Linked DNA regions of Mus musculus: region 1 is linked to region 2. Evidence: chromatin contacts called from public Hi-C data. All regions are on one chromosome and are shown on one strand. The core of a region is the stretch at or near the end of the contact, and the rest is flanking DNA. Distances in the headings are between cores, read along the strand shown.

Region 1 (6,766 bases), core at 1,739-4,238, 290 kb before region 2:
TAATGAGATGTGAATGGCATTAGTGGGTCCCTCTAGAATTGGGCCTGAGCAGGCGCCTCTCACTGAGGAAGTTTGGCAGCCTGTTCATTAAGGCAAGTCACCAGGAGTTCAGCCTGCAGCCCAGGAGCCAGCTCTAGCTCACACTGCCCAGGCCTGGGACTGTTGTGACCATCCAAAGAAAAAAATCATGTATCTTCAGAGGGGCCACTTTTGAAAGCTTCCAGTGCATAGTCTCCATTTTTTCTAAGAGTTTCTAAGGGAAATTCTAGCATGAAGCATATCCCAACATTACGTTCTACATTTGTGCCTGCACCAGATCCTGTATCTGCAGTTTGACTTGATAACTATTTGAAATATACAGATGGGGCAGGGAAGCATAGCTGTTCCTTTTGCACCTCAGTTAATAAACATTGAAATTGTGGTAGTCATGTAGCTCCCAGGTAGTCAGCATTGCTCCAGAGAGCTTCAGGTCCCCTCCTGGTGTGACTCCATCCCTGAAGATACAGGAGTGGGGAGAGAACCTGCATCTGGAGATCAGTATCAAGACTCTACCAAAAGAAAATAGGAAAGCGGCTCCAGTTTTAAAACAAGCTCTAGAGAAACTCCTTGGAAGGGCATAATCACTCCCAACTTATCGTGAAAGGATTGTTTTAAGACACACAGAGTGTGAGACATACAGAATCATGTTTCTTTGCAGCCCAAGATAAAAATCTAAGGGGAATCTACATTCTCTGGGTTTTGTGTTCATGAAGAAATCGCACAATTTTTCAAAATAATCAAAACACATCCTTTAACTTTTGCATCAGTAATGAGGAAGGGAAAATGAGACATCATGCTGGCTTCCCCCAGTGCTAATTCCTAAAGTTATATGTGTAGCGCCTCCATTCATTGTCAGATCATTCTGACTGCTCCTCTTATTGGAAGTGCATGATTCACCTTCAGAGGAAACAGAAGCCTCACACAAAGGGGAAGATTTGCTTTCTGCCCTGTGAAAGGCTGCCACAAGCAGGGGTCCTATTAAGACAGCTGGAAAGTTGCTTCAGCGTGTTACGCTTGTAAGTTTTATTGGTGACTGGTTTTTGATTACACATTTGAATGTTGTGTGTTCCAGACTGCAGCTTTAATTAGACGGCAATGGTTTCTCTCTTTTTATTTTTTTGCAGTTGCACTGTATACCATTTGCTACAATCTCCGTCCATCTCCATTTTCATTTTCTAATGCTCATCACTTACCCTGCTTAGAGGCTCTGCTGCCCTTGCAGAATATAACTCCTAGCCTCCTCCTCCCACTAGGTTATGTTTTCTTACCTTTGTTGAAAGTGCTCACCACTACATCACCAGCTCTTACTTGAAGTATCAGTTCCTTGTGTCCTTAGATTGAGATGAGAATCCTTGTTACCTAGATCCGGAGTGAAGAGGAAGGCTGTCACGCCATACCATTCCAATGTTGGTCTACTCGACCACCTCTCTCCTGGCTTGAGCCAGCCTTCGAGATGGTATAATAATCAGCACTTTGCTATAATTTTGTAACATTTTATATTTATATATGTGTGTGTGTGTGTAATATTATATATGATGTTACCTGAAAGAAACCTAGGTTTTAAGAACTAGCATCTCACTATTATATGTGACAAATATTTAATTTTCTGGCAAAATGCTGAAGAGTTTCCAAGGGTAAGTGATGAGCATTAGAACGGGAAAGCTGAGTAACTGCATTTAAAACAAATCACCCACTGCTCTGCATGCAAAATTGCACGTGTGTTTGTCTCCTTAACTAATTACCGAAGCTACGAAGAGCGAGCTCTGTATCTGGAAGCAATAATTCAAAACCACCGGGAAGTCATGACATTTGAGGATTTCGCTGCTCAAGTCTTTTCTCCCTCTCCCAGCTACTCTGTCAGTGGAACGGGTGAGTGTCTACATGATTCTCCTCCCTCCCGCTTAAGACGTATTGAGTAGCAGATGTACACCTGTTTTTCACAGATAAATGCTTGCAAATTTAAGAAGAACGTTCCCCCTCTGAATCAACTAATGAATTTCAAAAGGAATGATGACATTCATTTTAATTTGTTTTGTATCCGAGCTGTTCGCTGTGTTCCTTTCTTCTGCTATCCTGTTAACCCTCGAATCTAGCAAGGTTAATGAACTTTTTCTCAATAATGTGCTCCGGTTCATTCAGGAGTGTGAGTTTCTTGCTGAGCTGGGAATATGGTGTTTAAAAGCGATGCCCAAATCACTGCATACTTATCAGAAAAGAGTTCCTCACAGTTGAAGCCGTCGCTCTAATGCTAAATGGGGATTATGCTGCTGAGATACCAGGGTCAGGGATTACTGCCAGAGACAGGGAAGGACAGTGTCCCCAGGCCTGTCATTACAGAGGGCCTCGTACACCAGTGTCATGTGGACAAGCCACTGACCACAGCAGCACCTGGTGTGGAGCCTTTAGAAAGTAAATTATAATGGCTTTCATTTAGTAGGTCAGTGGAATTTTCCATGGATTCCCTTATTTTTAGATACATACTATTTCTATATAATACTATCAATTTGAAAAAAGTATGTCCTGCCACTTAAATTGTTGGTATGATTATTACAGGTTTTTTTAAAGAATAAAATTATTACTGGTAAATTATTTTCATGTGCTGTTACAGATTAATTGCCTGTCAGACAGTAAGTGGAATATTTAGTGTACAGCATGTTGAAAATCTCAATGAGGGGCTTCCCTCACCTTCCCTGGTTTCAGCATAGCTATAAGGATGCTTAATAGATTTCTAGCCTGTGTTAATTGCTTCTGAACCAGGCTTGCTTCTCCTGTGCTGACTTGTTAACAAATATCTTACACACAAAGTGAAAAAAATTAAATTCAGTGAAATAAATCACTTACAAATAAAATCAGCCATGCGTCATTGTTTAACATCGCTGGCTTCAGGCCGTGCCTCTTGGAGCTTTGTTGGGAGATAAGAGAGAGAGGCAGGCACTTGCTTGGGAAGCCAGGAGCAGCAGGCAGAAGGCTTGGGAGATAAGCAAGCTGGCAGAGGTGCAGAGCTCCATTTACATAATCACGCCTCTGCTTCCTGGTGAGGCGAGAGAAACACAGGGATGGCCTCTATTGATCTTTGTTGAACTGGGATACTGAGCAACATGAGAAAAGCTTATAACTTAAAGCTTTGATTAATGTTTCTTACATTAAAAAAAGTAGAACAGCTGTGAATTGAATTCTTTTATACGCTCTGCCAGCATTCTATCTAAGACAAGAAAAAAATCTGTTTCAAGGGAAATGAAGATTTCATACCCAGTCTGGCTAGCGGTTTAAAATTGTGTCTAATTTTTCAGTGAAAGAACAGGAGGAATCCACAGCAAGCTAATGCTTTCCAGCTCCATTCAGTCTCTTCCCATCCTTTGGAGACGCTGGGACTCGGCGTTTCTCAGCAGAGGCTTTGGTTTTGGGTTTGTTTCTTGGTTTTTTTTTTTTTTGTTTTTTTTTGTTTTTGGTTTTGTTTTTGTTGTTTTTTTTTTTTTTTAACTTCTAAGAAAACATTTCATTTCTTAAAAATAAAAGAAAAAAATGAAATGATAAATGTTTATATTTCCTAACTTTTTATTTTTAAAGTTGATGATGATCAATGTTATTGAAATAATGATGGCTGTTATTTTCTATGTATATTTTAGCCTCTGTATAAATAAAGTTCAACCAATTCAGTTCTTAGGACTGTAGGAGCATTTTGATTTGTGTGACCACTTTGGAGAAGGGTAGATTTTGTTTTTTTGTTTTTTGTTTTGTTTTGTTTTAGAGAATGTCCTGTTTTTTTTTTCTTTAATTATTTAGTAAAAATTCCAACAGCTTGTCAGGACAGACATTAGAACTTTTATATATGGGGCAAGAAACCAAATATAGAACACCAAAGCAAATGGATTTTATCCTTCAGATCAACATCAGCACCGCATCCCGTCATGTTCACAACTTCTGCTTGCCCTTCACAGTGATAAGGAAAGAGATAGAAATGCAATCTATTTGAACTGCAGTGTGAGGGCAGTGCAGTGAGAATGGGGTTCACAGCCTCATCTGTGCAGGGGCACCTCTCAGAGCTGTATTCTTCCTGGTGTATGTGCAGCTTCACCCCTATTTTCACAGAGGAAAAGACTTTTCACTTATTCATAGTGGTTTTTTTATTTTCTTAGGACAAACACAGTCAAAACCAGATGAGCCCAGCCCAGCCAACTTACACTCAGAGACTGAGGTGAAGTCTGTTCTTCCAGACCACCTGGAAAAATGGACCCTGAACTTCTTACACACAGGGTCCAGTCAAACTGTCTGTGGCCATTTACATCATCAAAGCAGGGACGTGGGCGCCCAAGCGCTTTACATACATATGACAGGCTTCCCTAGGATACAGTCTTTAAGGAAGGTACTGCACTGTATAATACAGCACAGCCAGAGAGCAGCACAGCCCCACTGTAGAGAGATGTGCAGCTGAGCTTGACCATAGACTCTGTTGATGGGAAAAGCCTGTGCCTGCCACACTCCCTGACCACAGAGGCCTAGGAGCCAGAGCACCCAAATGAGTGAGTGTACTTCTATCCAAGGTACACCATGAGCTCTGAATAGGGACATGGGACTCAAATATAAGAGTTCATCTTCTGTCAACTCCTTTAAAAGGAGAATTCATCTCCCAACCAGAAATGCTATTTTAAAGCAGCCCTTGGTATCTGTTGCATCTATTGTTAGAATTAATAATACTCTGTATGAAAGGTATTTGGATAGCTTTTTTACCTAGCCCTGCCTGCAGTTTGCAATTTGATCCCTTCCCATATTGGCAAGTAATAAATAATCGAAAAGGAAGCTGATATTAACATTTATATGTTTTATGCATGCATATTTGTATATTCTTAACCCACAGAGCTATGGGAGTAGAGTGCTAAGTTTGTGTTTTCATGTTATCACGGAAGGGGAGCAGCAGAGAGGACTATAAAGGGTTAACTGGAATGGGCACCCTCGAGTGCTGGGGAGGGACTGATGTAATCACTGCAGCTCACAGCCAAGTGCATCTGTTCACCATGAGGTCATTCTTCTGCATGCTAATGACCTGGAGAATCCAGTCTGGTGTTTGACATTATCCAAAGGGATATAGTGTAAATCTTTACCTTTGGGAGCGGCTCTTACTGAACAAAAAGAGGGAAAGAAACTTGTTTGGACTTGCATGGGGGTTTCCTTATTGCTGGGGTTTTTGGGTGGTTTTGGTTTGGTTTTTTTTTTTTTTCACCCCCTGAAGCTGCTCTAAAGATTGTGTCTGGACCTTACTTGGAGTAGTCCATTTGTGTCTGTTGATAAGTGAATCCCAAAATTTCTGTTATGGTCACAGCTGTCAATTTGGCAATTGAGAACAGTAGGTTTGTCTCATGTAAAATCTAACTTTCAGCATTTAAAATTATCATGGTCAGAAGTTGGTGAGAATGTTTTTATCCCAAGGAATGTATAAAACCAAGTTCAAGGAGATTTGTTCTCAGTGTCCCTGGATTGGCTGGTGTTTGTTTGAGATGCCAACACTGGTTATGGCTACTGCCCACTTCAATACTGCTGAGGAGGGCCAGCAGAGGGAGCACAGGTCTTTGTTTATTTGTTAGTCTCAAAAACACAGCCCTTGATTTCTCCAATACAGAGTCAGCAGTACTTTCTCCTTCCTTTGTGACAGGCGAGGTGGAAAGGCTCCAGGATAACAGAGCAAGTGGGAGAAAATGTGTCACCCCGACTTTGATCCCCTATCTGCTGCTTGAATATAGGTCATATTTGAGGCTTAAACCAGATTAGTCTGGGTCAGTCTTAAGATGCTGCCACTGCCCAAAGCTGCACACTTTCCTCTTTCTCAGATGTGTGCCTGGATGGTGTCTTGGAAAGGAGGATTGTGGTCATCTGTCTCGTAGAATAGACTTGTCATTCTTTCCTGCTTTTCACTACAATAGCTTTTGACACTGTACCAGAAATCCTAACCTTGTCCAATGAATGAATTCACAAAGCCACAGACATCCTGCTATACCTTGGACATCCCAAAGGGAATCTAGGTTATAGATGCTGCACTAGTTCTGTAGTTCACTGGCCTTTTCCCCAAGGGATGAAGAAGTTCCACCAGCTTCCCCTTGTTGAGGCCACCATGCATGGGTGCTCACTATACCAGCATCTTACACCATGCATGGGTGCTCACTATACCAGCATCTTACAGACTTATGATTTTGTATACAGATCCTGGAAGGAATATTTTACTGGGCAATTAATAAGCAAGTTAGCCCCCAGAAACAGACAGGTAAAGCCCAACCTTGGCCCAACAAGCTTTTCATGCAGGTTGAAAGGGTAATCCCCTGCATATCACTCAGTTGGTATCCACTCTTTCTCATTCTCCCTTCCTCCATCCCTGTTAAAGTGGTCTTAAGAAGGCTTAGATTGATAGCACAGCTTATACTTATGCTTCTTATGTATTTAGCTTTATCATAGCTTAGGGAAACCAGCAAAGAACATCAGAGAATGTGGAGGTAGAAGGGACTTCATAGAATAGCAAGTCTAGCCTCTTCTTAGTAGTTTTGACTAAGCTAAAGCATAAACCATGAATGAACAACTGCAGGTTGCAGACAAGCTTGACAACTATCCCTCACCTTCCATCCCACATATAGACATGCCAAACCAGTGCCTACGCTATGATGATGGTCCTATAAATCAACAATATGGCTGGTTTGTTGTTGATATTAAAGCCCAGAATTAAATTTGAAAATTACATGTAGAG
Region 2 (5,826 bases), core at 3,283-5,782:
GAAGAGGGATCCTCAGTTGAATAATTTCTCAGATCTGACTGGCCTTTGGCCATGTTTATAAGAGATTATCCTGAGTGATGACTGACCTGGATGGGGCCAGTCCACTATGGGTGGCACCATCCCTAAGCAAGTGAGTCTCTGCTACATAAGGAAGCTATTTGAGCATAAGCTAGAGAAAAGCTGATAAGCAGATTTCCTTTAAGGTTTCTGCTTTAGTGCATGCCTTGGGCTCCTGCCCTGACTTCCCTCAGTACTGGCTCATGACCTGGAAGTGCAAGCCAGATCAACCTTTTTTCCCCCAAGTTGCTTTTGGTTAGAGTGTTTTATCACAGCATCAGAGAAGCAACTGGGACAATCACCAGACAAAATATAAAATACGAAGCACAATGATGTGTGCTCTTTTAAAATACAAGTCTTAGTTCATGTTTTTGAGAAACTGTATTTGCTTTAACCTGAGACTTCCATCAGAAAAACAAAAAACAAAGATGTCGCAGCTCATTTCCAGTTTTCGTGTGAAGCCTTTCCTGTTGATGTGATGAAAAGACAGCCTTGGAATTTGCTGATGAGTGTGCTTGGACACAATGAACTGCTAAGGACCCATGACTCCATCCCTGAGTTATCTCAAGTCTACAATGGAAGCTCCCTGGTGACAATTTCATAAAGAATCATCTTTGTGTCAGTGAACAGAAAACTAATTTTCAAAATAAACACCCTGTGATAGATAACAAGTTCCTCTGCTTCCTTTGCTTGACGCTGGTCCTAGAGAAGATGTTTTTACAAAATAGGCTGAGGTGGGTAATAGGAAGCCAGCACCTGGCCTTCCTGACTCTGTAGGCTTTGCTAGGCAGAGACATAATAGGTACTGTGTCATTTCAGGCCAAGTTCACTTAACTTTGACCCCTACTCCCCTGAGACAAAAAAATTTCTATTCCTTCTATATAAGGAATACCAGTAGCATCTGGAGGACTCAGCCTCAGGAGGTGGCTATATCCTTTCAATCTGGTTTGGTTTTGTTTGGCTTTGTTTTGTTTTGTTACCACTCCCTGGGTTGAGTGTTTTGGCTTTTTTTTTTTTTTTAAATCTTCCCTTTATGAGAACATTGAGCCACAGCAAGACTCCCGTTTCGTGTCACCTTCAAAGAAGAATTCTAGCACTGAGAGGCGACATTGACAACTTCTATTCAGGGTTGTCTCATGGTATTTAAATGTTCCTCCAGAAAATTCCTTCCCTGAGAGCCTGGGCAAGCCATCCTTCACCATGAAACAGTAATGAACTTAAGGCTCGCTGTTGGGAAGGGTGCTGTCACCACTATAAAGGAAGTGCCTTCCAACTGGGGGCTTCATGGTTCTCTGTGATGATGTGCAGTCAGGACAGGCTGCATCTACCTGTCTAGTGTTGGCTTTTCCCATTGATGGGGAAAGCTTGGCTAAAGCGACCCCTGCACTTGACTGGAATACCAAGTCCCCTGCTACCAATCACACCACACCTCTCCCACTTTTGAACAACCTTACTAAACAACCCTTCATATTAGAGAAGGCAGTGCAATTGCTTTTAAAAAAAAAATCCTGATTTTATCTCCAAGAGTAGGTGAATGGCCAGTCATAAAGAAATAATGGCCACTAACTACTACTTATTAATAACATTTACTGCTCACTAAATTCATTCAAGACTCAGACACCAAGGAAAGCATTTTACATGCCTTACTTCAGTGAAAATTCACAACCCCTGTCGGATGGAGATTTTTCTCACTACACATGGGGAACCCAAATTGGAGAAGTGGATTAACACAGCTAAGCTCACCTGCCTGTTTGTATCTCTATGCAGTAAGAACCTACTTAACCATGAAGCTACCATGGTGCATAATTATCAACGTTTGAGATGACCTCATCTTACTTTATGAAACACTGGCACAGACATATTTCAAGATTCACTTTATGGCTCTAAGGTTAAGAGCTTGCGCTGCTCTTGCAGAAGGACCTGAGTTTCAGTTTCCAGCTGACCTGGAATAAGGTGGCTCAAAACCACCGTGATCTCCGGGACTCTGACACCCTCCTCAGTCCTCCATGGGGGTGGACACACGTGCATGTACACACATAGGTGGCCTATACCCACACAGACACTAACACACATAAATCAAAATTTTTAATTAAAAATTGATAGTTTTGGTTGGTTCGTTGGTTAATTGGTTGGGTTTTTGAGACAGGGTTTCTCTGTGTAGCCCTGGCTGTCCTGAAACTCACTCTGTAGACTAAACTGGCTTCAAACTCAGAGATCCACCTGCCTCTGCCTCCCAAGTGTTGGAACTAAAGGTGGGTGCCAGCACTGCCCAGCAATTTTTTAAAAAAGTTTTATTTTATATGTATATTGCTAGCATATGCGTATATACATACATATGGTACGTTATTTCATATAGCTAGGAATCAGCCAGACACGTTTAAAATGACCATTTGCAACAAGCTCATACTACAGAAGGTATGAAGAAAATCTAAAATGCTAGCAATTAGCTCACTTCTATAAGCAAACATTCTAAATGTGGGAACCTTTAGCTTTAATTAAACCACGTCTAACTCCAGCTGTGCGGGCTTGTTTCTGGCCCTACAGATTTTGCAAAAATGTGAATAATCATGTAAAGTACTGCACAAATGGGACTGGAGGAGACTTTCAGCAAAGAAATAGCAGAGCTGTGTGTAAGGCATATATGGAACTTTCTGATTCATCCTAGGATGGCTACTATACCTTCACCTTCTTCAAGACTTGGTTCACGCGATGGTTTCAGAATATCATCAGGATGTGGGGTGCAGAATCCATGGAAAGGGCCCAGGTCAAAGCATTCGTGTAGCAGGGGCAAGTTCACGCTGGTGCACACGCTCATGAACCCGACAGCCTTGCCTTCCACCTGGAACACGGGAACACAGCCACCTTTCAGACTTCAGGCGACGACTGCCATGCACCTGTCACAAGAGCATAGCGTGTGGCTCACTGGTAGCTTGGGAGGCACTCCGAGTTATTTAAGGGCAGAAGACCAAGAGGTTCTGGTGTCTGGTACCATGCAGGGGATACACAACACACTCAAAAGCGTGTCCAACAAGTGACCACTGTGGATGGTCTTAACAGTTGGGAAGAAACTTAGGGCACTGGTCAGAGCCTCTTAAGGAGACACTACTGAAATGCTACATGTGACCTCTTTCTGAGTGACTCCTCACCACCCCCAACCCTCGCCCACCTATTCCACTCCCTCGACTGTGTGTGTGTGTGTGTGTGTGTGTGTGAGAGAGAGAGAGAGAGAGAGAGAGAGAGAGAGAGAGGGAGGGAGGGAGAGGGAGAGGGAGAGGGAGAGAGAGGTGGGGGCTTGTTTGCTTGCTTTTCTTTTTACTCAGCCATAAGCCCTGACCTTGGGTGCCTTTCTCCCTCTGCGCTTCCCACACATCACGGACAGCTCTTAGTGAAGGGGGTCATCCCTGAACCCATCAGATGAACTCCAACTTAGAGAGCAGTCACAAATTCAGGGCTCCTTGACAGAGAGAAACTCTTCACTGTCTCTTGAGTTCACTTACTGAGTACTTGACTGGTCTGAGAGGAGAAGTGAAGAAAGGTTGTTTGGTGGGAAACAGCTCAATGAAGTCTGCCCTGATCTACAAACAAAACAATGCTCAGCACACTGAGACATTGGCACCAGGTACTGAAGTTCATGCAATGCTCACCGCGATTTTACTGTATGATTGTTGACATTTTAAAAAAAGATTTATTTATTTTGTGTATTATATATATATATATATATATATATATATACATACATATATGATCTATGTGCCAGAAGAGGGCATCAGATCCCATTATAGATGGGAGCCACCATGTGGTTGCTGGTAATTAAACTCAGGACCTCTGAAAGAGCAGCCAGTGAGTGTTCTTAACCTCTGAGCCATCTCTCCAACCCAGATTTTTGACATTTTTTTTGATGAGGAACACAGGCTCTCAGGAAGCTGAGTGACTGACTGATTGACCCAGCCATTCTATTCAGGAAGTGGGCTCACTGGTACTCTGCATCACTCATTCTCGAGAAGTTACCACCTCCACACAAATGGCAGATGCTTTAACATCCTGAGTCAGGGAAGGAAGCGGCAATAGTGTTTGGATGGTACGGAAAAAGACAGTCTTTCTCCAAGACACCTTTGTGTGCTTGAAAAACAAATGGGAGATGCTTTTGATTTTCAAGCAGTCTTTTTAGAAATGAATTTTCCTTGCATATTCTTTCCTTTCCCGGACCCCTCCCCAAATGATACTTGCTATAAAAGGCTGATTTACACAGCTGCTTTATAAAGCCATTGACACTTTAATGAAAGTCCAAAACAAACATTTTAATTTTTTCCCCAAATAACAAGTAATTGTTTGTCTTGTTTGTACTCCTGAACAAAGGCTGTGTAGCTGCACTTGTCTGGCTTCTCTATAATTTCAGGCCCAAGACTCAGCAGACGCTGATTAACCAATCCATCTACCATATGTGCAGAAAGAGACGGCCAGCCTCACTCCCGGCAGGGAAAATTGGCATCCATCTTGGTTCACATGGAGATGTCCTTCTAATCTACAGCCGTGCTGGCGCAGCGAAACTTGCATGGCCTGAAATACCTTTTGCTGGCTTCATGGCGAGCTGCATGTGCATGATAAGAATGTATTATTTATAAGACCGCTGTTAGTAATGAGCTATTACACTAATGGCTCATTGTGTTGGGGATTTGATTTCAAATGGCATGGATCACACATTCTGATGAAAATGAGAAAAACATGTTTTGCCATTAGGAACAAAGATTTAGCATCTTCCAATTCCACAACCTGTTATAGTCCCATCTCTCGGCGAAGCTTGTAACAACTTACAAAAGCCCACCATCAGAGACGGCGGCAGAGCAAGAACGGATGGCGGACATGTCTCTTCTGTTCTTTGGTTTTTCTTCAAATGACTGCCTTGAGATAGACCGTTCTGAAATATCAGTTTGCGGGATGGCCATGGGCATGTTGGTGTGCATGTCCCTTTACAGTGTGCGAAGGCATTGGCTGCTGTTATTGTTCAGCGGACAGAGTTGTTTCTTGCGGTCCAAGTCTCCTCACACTGGCAGACAAAACTCGAGGTTTTTCTCTTCTTGTCTGTCCTGTGAATCTTCATGATGACACAGAGAAGGTTTAGGTCCCTGGAAAACCATCTAGGAGCTTGTCTTGTCTTCACAAATAGGTCTAACTCTCCTATACGTGAGCGCTTTAACATTTATAACTCCACCCCCAAAGCCCTAGTCAGGCATCCCTTTCTAGTGACCATATTTCACAATGAGGGTTTTTGTCCTCGTTGTGACCGTTACTGGCTTTGAGCCCCTTCTTTTGGTGCCAAGTGCACGGCTAACCTGGCAGGCTCTCTCCCGCCTGCAGGTCAGTGGTGCTTTCTCGGACCACTGCTGCCCGTGTCCTGGATGATGCCAAAACAGACGCTTTGCCCATCTGTCTCTAGGAGCCGCCTTGGCCTCCAACCGCCCTTCCTTGAAATCTCAGCTTGAAGTAAACACCAGATGTCAAAGTACAGTTATGACAAGGATCCTGCAGCAAAGTCACAGCTCAAAACTCGTCCAAAGTAGCAGAGAGAACAAAGAAAGTCCTCACAGCCAACAATTCTTTAACAAGTCAGTGATCTTCCTCCTAACTCAAGCCATGCTCTGTAGCATTCTTCGTGAACAGCCTGAAACCATCCTGTACTGGATTGGGAAGAGGCACACTTGATGCACTCTGTCCTGCTACAGCTGGTCAGTAGTTGTGGCTGCCCTAATACATGGTATATGTTGGCAAACG

The links. A called contact is a pair of places that touch in the nucleus more often than the background predicts.
Region 1: a Hi-C map of cerebellum shows a contact between it and region 2, with 2.2 times the contacts expected there. The contact joins the promoter of A930019D19Rik here to the enhancer-like site in region 2. A contact is called at or near these places in 9 of 39 promoter capture datasets (the 3T3-L1 cell line, the C10 cell line, the HPC-7 cell line and 5 more), 13 of 484 Hi-C or Micro-C datasets (B cells, the C10 cell line, LSK cells and 10 more), 1 of 115 datasets of contacts at active chromatin or transcription factors (embryonic basal ganglia) and 4 of 9 other capture datasets (adipose tissue, embryonic stem cells, liver and 1 more).

The regions. Positions count from the first base shown.
Region 1 is chr2:146,255,508-146,262,273 of GRCm38.p6, reverse strand. It overlaps A930019D19Rik (RIKEN cDNA A930019D19 gene), which reads right to left and starts at 2,988. Exons shown (of 4, transcript NR_040619.1): 1 at 2,881-2,988; 2 at 1,308-1,398. Ralgapa2 (Ral GTPase activating protein, alpha subunit 2 (catalytic)) reads left to right here. Exons shown (of 41, transcript NM_001033348.3): 39 at 1,787-1,908.
Region 2 is chr2:145,970,542-145,976,367 of GRCm38.p6, reverse strand. Cfap61 (cilia and flagella associated protein 61) reads right to left here. Exons shown (of 27, transcript NM_001369121.1): 8 at 2,737-2,896. Among named protein-coding and RNA genes, the nearest start is that of Cfap61, 39 kb to the right of the region's middle. Within about 2 kb of position 4,532, at least 6 of the 459 cell types and tissues checked have an H3K27ac peak or open chromatin away from gene starts, as enhancers often do. A contact at or near this core is called in cerebellum, where this site is marked.